Linked DNA regions of Gasterosteus aculeatus: region 1 is linked to region 2. A link is a contact called in public Hi-C data. All regions are on one chromosome and are shown on one strand. The core of a region is the stretch at or near the end of the contact, and the rest is flanking DNA. Distances in the headings are between cores, read along the strand shown.

Region 1 (3,602 bases), core at 1,060-3,559, 160 kb before region 2:
TATAATATGCAGACACTGGGATTGTTTTACCGTTCACTACCTAAATTGGTTTAAATAAAATGTAATAATTCAGAATGTCGCCATTCAAATTGTGGGCTCAAGATGAAAATGTTCCATGGTTCAACTAAACATTTAAAATTCCCACAGTTCTCGCCGCTGCAGTGAGGTCGCGGCGCTCAGCCGCAGCCACGGCCGCAAATATGTGCGCACAAACAGACGCACACAAACACACTCTCTGCTGGGTGATACGCGCTTGCTGATGTCATCACCGCGGCTCCGGTGACACGGCGCGGTCAAGCGGGGGGGGTCTCGCCTCTGAACTTTGAACTCTACGACCCTAACAGCTGCTCACCCACCACCGAGTCCCATCAACACACATTTTGACATTTGTTAAGATTCACTTCTGGAGCAGAACTTTTTTTTTTTCCCCGCTGAGATCTCTCTTTTAGAAACAACACAAAGTTAGGCATTGTGCTTTGAAGACTCTTTTCAAAATGTGTGTGTGTGTCTAGAGCTTAGGGCTGTTCTGTCCGACACATGTTCACTTTGTGAAGCCTACTGTACGCCGCCTGCATAAAAGCTAAATGTTTTTGATTACTGACTTTTTACTCAGGGGACCATGGGAAACGGGATGAGAGAGGGAAGCTTCTGTCCCTCTCTGCCGCTCTCCGTTCGTACCTTATTTTCTCCTCCGCTAGCTTTCCCTCATTCAGCCGCCCCTGCATCCGCCTCGCCTCCTCTGCACGGGTTGCCAACTCCTCCGCTGAGCAGGGGGGAGGGGGAGGTGGGGGCGGGGGTGGGTAGTGGGGGGGGGGGGAGACAGGGGCGGAAAAGTGTGAGATACAGAGAGCAACTGTTCACTTCAAACGCTGTTGGGTTAAGATTCGCTAAGAGGCCGCGTGAGAGGAAATATGTCCATTCTGACTGAGATATCACATTGTTGGTTCAATGTGTTTTCTAATTCAGTTCAAGAAAGAAATACATAACAAAAACAAAAAAAAATGGTAAATTCATATTCATACACAGAGTGCGTTCTCCGACAGGCCGAGGATTAAAGAACGTTTTACAGAAATTGATTTAATTTCAAGTTTCAGACTGAAAAAAAATCGGAGGCCGCGAGCCGCCTTTTCAAAGCGAGAAGCAAACCCTTCCGCGGGAGAAGCGCCGGACGCCTCTCGGAGGCGACGCGGCGGCCCTTCTGTTGAGACAGACGCACAAAAAGAAAAAAGAAGAAGAGCAGCGCTCTCCCCGACTTTGTCAATAGATGGCACTCTTTACCTTGAGCACGCCACTCGAGCCGCTGACCGCATCCCTTCAATCACGTTCCCTTTCCAGCCGTCCCCTCCGTCGACATCAACTAAAAAACCCCGCCGTCCCACACTTAGTAATTTAGCACATTGAGTGGTTCCTTGCTTACGCGCGGGGCCTTTTTAGTTTGAATTTAAAATTTGGGCTTTGCACCCCCCTCTCCCCCTCTCTCTCCCCCTTTTTCTTTTTGTTCTGTATCCTGTTTTGTGAGTCAATGTTTCTTTGCAGCTCTTAAAAACCTTTTCACTACATTCAGTATTCATTGAATATAACATAAACTGTCAGCCATCGGTGGTCAAGGCTGGTGAATATTGAGGAGGTATGTGCGCCGAATATGTAGCGGTGCGCTCCTGACTGTGTGTTTGTGTGTGTGTTGAATATTTACAGGACGGACCTTGACTTTTTGGTGTGCATGTGCGGGTGAGTGTGTGAAATAGAAACAGAGAAATGCTCAGTGTGTTGCTGTGATGCTTTTAGGGCCACACTGTGATGGTAGTGGTGGGACAGACTGAAGAGAGGGGGGGGGGGGGGGGGGGGGGCTAAAACCAATACCGGTATGAAGGAAAAGCAGAAAGGAAAATCTACATTTAATAAAGCCATGATTCATTCATGGCTTTGCTGTATCCAAACTGTTTAAACTGAAGCCCCAGGAAAATTGAAGCCGCAACTGGAATGCTAAATATTTAACGAAGCAAAAGCTCTTTTATTTGCGTGTGCCTCTACCGTGGCTATTTGGCTAAATCTCAAGGTGAAGGTTTGTTATGAATCTCAATAATCGATAAAGCAGAGATGTGAAAACTGGAGTCGGCCTTAGTTTTGAGGTGACCTCAGTGACGCGTCCCACCAGGGGAGGCCACAGAGAGAGCAATTAGCTGCACCGACGTGCACCCGAACACACACCCCAAAAATTACGAGAAAAGGACAGACCGAGCTGCATAGGAACACGAGAACACGCCGAGGTAGAAAGCAGTAAACAAACAGACACACACTAGGAGTTTACTTTGGACCAGGTGGGCTGTGTGGTATATTTAGCTTAGTTTGATGACCACATGCAGCCAACGTTTTCCACATTAAAAGAGGAGCCGCAGAGGAGTGTGGATTTCTCAACAATCAATTCTTCTTAATAGCTTAAAATAGATGCTGCATTTCCACACAATGGGACGACGCGGCTCTACGTAGCGCCCTTTTTCTTGGTTATACATGAACAAATGTTCTGTATATTCAGATTTTATTTTTATTTTTCAAAACCACCTCTATCGAAGATCCGAGTGAGCCGAGCCGTTGAAGATGACGGCAGACGGTTTAATGCTGCCATGGCGATCAGGTGGGCCCGATCTGCCCACACCGAGGAGGTACTATCAACATACTGCAGAGCCGAACCATGCGGCCGGAAACGAGACGCGAGATCTTGGGTCTCTTACTTTCTTGACCCTTTTATACCGGCTTCACCACGTGAGGTATGACATTAGTTCATAATCTAATCTCTCCTTCATGAAGCGCTTCAAAGCCGCCATACAGCATGGGTTCATAATCACAGATCTGCAGTCAGATTACCCCGCTTTCGTAGCTAACCTTTAACATGAGAGGGACGAGAACCCGGCTAACCCTGAATCAGTGGTTGCGGCTGGGCCGGGCCCTTCCTGGCCCTCATAAAAGCTTCATAAGGCTTCATAGGGGCTTCCTTTGGCTTTGTTGGGGGATTCGTAGCGGGCTGAGGTGCTCCCGAGAGACGTCCCAAAGCCTCCCAAGACTCACTCCCTCTCTTTCTGAAGTTTCATGGGCTTGCAACACTGCTTTTGGGTATAAGCCAAAAGGTGCACAGCCGCACACAGTCATGCACACAAATACAAGAAGAAGAAGGAGAAAAATCATATGCACACAACAGTGAGCACTAACAAAAGACAAAGAGCAACACACACCGGGGGAATCTTGAACCCAAAACACACACATGCACCCCAACACACTCCCCTCTTGCTCTCTCCCCTTCGCTTTATTTACAATCCTCTGGCAGCGGTACAAGGGCCCGGGGCTATAACACACGGCACCTAATGCTCAAACTGCCAGGTAATCTCATGTCTGACATCCCCCTTTGATAGAAACTGATCAATAGACTCTTGTAAAGGAGTCATTTTCTCTGATGTTTCTACCAACCACTTCTCTCTCTCTCTCTCTCTCTCTCTCTCTCTCACTCTCTTTCCCCCTTCTCCTTTATTAGCCATACATTTATAATTCATATTTCAGCGGGCCGAGTTTACTGTGAGACAAAAAGGGGGGGGGGTCTTCTTTGTGTAATA
Region 2 (3,640 bases), core at 2-2,501:
TCACCTTGGCACACATGGGACGGAACCATCGCGCAACAATCGATATATAGGCCCACTGTCGGAAATTAACCCGAAAAATCAGAATTAATTCGACGTTAGATTCTGTTATAATTTAAACAAATAGTAATAATTTAGTAAATGATTTTGCTCTTAGTCGTATTTGCCAGAGACGGTCACCTGGTCAGTGGTCTCGGCGTGTGCCTACGGAGCTTGTTTGTCCTGTGCGTCGGCGCCCTCATGGGGCTGCATTGGCTGACCCCTCTGCCTCCTCAGGACACACACAAAAAACACGCAAAAGCCCACAGCTCTGACCCGCGACGTGCCACAGTGACCCACTGGCCCACTCTCGTAACAGCAAACACATGCCCAAAATAAGCTTCGCAAAATTCCACAAAAACGGCCAATAAGAAGTTACGCGCAACTCTTTAGACGTCTGCCACCGACAAAAGACTTCAGCATAATTTAACCATAAAAGAATGGACTTGGAAATATGTATTTCCAAAAAGTCAATAACAACAATTATATTTTTCAGCGCGATAAAATAAATAATAGAGACATAATTGTCGGAATGTGATGTCCCTTGTAAGTTGACACCTGCGTTAAATTAAGGCGAAGACTCGCAAAATCAAGTAATTGCAAATAAATCCAAAAGAGATCACTGTTTTCTGTGATTTCAACGAAATCAACGTCTTATAAAAGCCACCTACTTGTTTGCTGACAAACACTCCAGAGAGATGTGAGCAAAAACGACCCCCTCTTTAGCAAATAAAACGAGGAAAACATGGTAAAAAAAACAATGAAACCAAATTAAGTTTTTGCCCATATATGCTCAACATAAACTCTCTCGACGTTTTCACTTCCAGCCCTAAAGCCAAACACCAGCGCTCCAATAAATATGCAATCGTTGTAAAAAATAAAAAAAACTTCAAATTTTCCTCCTCTTACCTCTTTTAAATCTCCCCCAAAAAGCATAAAGTATAATAAGCCATTGAAAGAGATGACACATAAAAACGTAGATTCTCGGTACCTTTGGTATAAAACATTCCGTTTTCCTTCTTTTCTGTCTTTCTCTTGCTCAGTAGCGATCCGATAATAGCATATGGAAAGTGTTTTCAAAATGCCCAGATTTGGCACATTGTCATTGAAAAGAGAGGAGCGCAGTGATGCGGTGCTACAACAGGGGAAATGAGTTGCGGATTGGACGCAGCCCGCCTCGGTGCGGACTTATCCCACTTTAATTTAATATTCCGCAATCACACACACTAGTGATGGCATATAATTCAAGGAGAAATTCAGAGGGAAGGAAATGCTTTTGTGTGTGTGTGTTTTTTACACCACTTTATTTGATTAAGGAGAGAGACAGCACAATATTGTGTCCCCCCCCCCCTCACCCCCGCTTTTCTTCTTCTTTGCTCTCCCCCACCCCGATTCAGTTTTTGTATATATTTTTTAATACATTAAATAATGTATATAGGAATATATGTATTTGTATGTATATTCATAACGTATTTAAAAACCAACAACTCCAGCTTCTCTGCGCATCGGTGTCACACTGGAATCATCCCTAACATAAAATCGAGACCCATAAACGCTTGTTTGTAAAACACTGAACCCGAAATCAATGTATTGGGACATTTCGATCGATTATATAAACGAAAATCTATACGCAACATGAGACCAGTATCAGCCCACTCTTCCGTTCCCTTTAAAGGAGAGGGGGGGGGGGGGGGGGGGGTTACGCAGAAATAGAGAGAGGTTGAGAGAGAGAGACAGAGAGGTGGGGGGGGGGGGGGGGGGCAGAGAAGGGAAAAAAGAAACAAAGACTGTCAATTCAACCCCTTTGCCTCAGTCACTTAGATCAGGGCTTCTCCAGCATGTTCATGTCAAGGACCCCCGAATGGACACACCTTAAGCCAAGGGTCCCCGTTTAATTAGATTCTATCTCCGGGACCCCAACATGTTTTTGTTTTTTTGGTCAATTTAGACTCACATTGTAAACCTGCTGTACGTGTGACGCGTACATCTGAAACCTCCATTCAGACACGTGCTTTCTAATTGGAATAATTGTATGTTAATAAAATCACGGTAAAAATTAAACAGTTCTATATGGGGGGGGGGGGGGGGGGGGGTCCTTTCGACGATTCTTGAACCGCACTTTCGAGAACCACTGACTTGGACGTCAAAGTGCTTCCAGATGCGGAGTGATAGCGCGACTCCTGATGACAACAATTAGACAGAAAATAGCCCCAATCAAACGGGGCCGCACGGGAATACGTTACATTTCAAGGGTCAAGGGGAAGCGCCCCCCCTCCTCTCCCCCCCACACACTTTGTCTCCACATATCCAAATATCACATTTCAGCATCACATCGCAACAATCAAGCACTTTCAGGCAATCAGGTATATGCAGATTCCCCAGAAGAGCGCGTGCTCCCTGTCGGATGAGATGTTGCATAAACTGCGCATTAATATGCAACATGATACGATATGGAGAGGGGCAGGGAACAGGGGGATGGAGACAGGTGGAGGGGGGGGGGGGGGTAAAATAAAGAGGTGCCAATCATGTAAAATTTACACGGGACCACAGCTGCTAGGGCTCTCGAGCAGGGAGGAGGTGGGTTGGGTTGGGATGAGGGGGGGTGAGATTAGGAGACAGGAGCATGAGGGTGGGGGTGGAGGTTTCGGGGGTCCGTGCGGCCGCCGGTGCCACTCTGTTTATTTGATAAGAGCCATCGATCGCCCCTGACTGTAAAGACTTTACCCAGACGCAGGCGGGGCAGCTGCGGCCGAGATATCGCTCCCGAAGAGGACCAACTGTTGTGGCGAGCAAACAAGGTGGAGGAGGAGGAGGAGGAGGAGGAGGAGGAGGAGAACAACAGCCACGGGACTGGAGGAGGTGGGTGACTTGGCAGGCGTCGTCGCACCGCGTTTCGGCCGCGTTTACGCGTGAGGGAAATCTACTCGGGACAAGAGCGCGCACACTGTCGGGAACACGCCGACCCCCCCCGCCCCCTCCATGATGTGCGCCCCCCCCCCCCCTCACACTGCAACGCGAACCCCTACTGCGGTTTCCATTCAGTCTGCCCTCCTCCCACTTGGCCCTTTAGTCCTCCGATATTTCTCATTGTTGATCCCTCTTTAATAGACACGCGTCAAGTGAGCGTCCTCCACATATGGACGGAAACGGCCTCCTCGCGTTGCCCCGTAACACAAAACACGGCCACCCGCCTCCAGTCCCGTTCCACGCCAAATTCTATTGATTATCACTCAGGTCCACATACTCCCACAGACCTGTAAAGCCGCCTTGGTTGGGAACAAAAGCACCTGTGTGCTCCGTATCAAATAAGAGGACGTTGTTGGACCTGATCAGAATCACTTGAGTGACTCGCTATTATTAATTAAACCGTGATTTGCATAACACGATATTGAGAACTGCTGCATCAAAACTGCATAAATTGAAGATGCAGCATTTTTCAAATCACACATTAGCGCACTATTACGAGATTTAGGAAAAATGCCACATATCAGGGAATAAATAGCAATAACAAAAGCAACAACAATGATGAAGTAATAATATAAATATAGTTTTACGCATAAACCAGTACAATAAAACCTGACTTAGAATAAATTCCAGCGATAAT

What was found. A called contact is a pair of places that touch in the nucleus more often than the background predicts.
Region 1: a contact with region 2 is called in a Hi-C map of liver, with 4 times the contacts expected there. The contact joins the enhancer-like site here to the promoter of zfhx4 in region 2. A contact is called at or near these places in 4 of 6 Hi-C or Micro-C datasets (liver, skeletal muscle and whole body).

Annotation. Positions count from the first base shown.
Region 1 is chr21:12,552,383-12,555,984 of fGasAcu3.hap1.1, reverse strand. LOC120811897 reads right to left here. Exons shown (of 18, transcript XM_078095805.1): 11 at 679-763. Among protein-coding and RNA genes, the nearest start is that of LOC120811897, 16 kb to the right of the region's middle. Within about 2 kb of position 2,309, at least 1 of the 9 cell types and tissues checked has open chromatin away from gene starts, as enhancers often do. A contact at or near this core is called in liver, where this site is marked.
Region 2 is chr21:12,394,679-12,398,318 of fGasAcu3.hap1.1, reverse strand. It overlaps zfhx4 (zinc finger homeobox 4), which reads right to left and starts at 1,251. Exons shown (of 12, transcript XM_040166738.2): 1 at 1,028-1,251.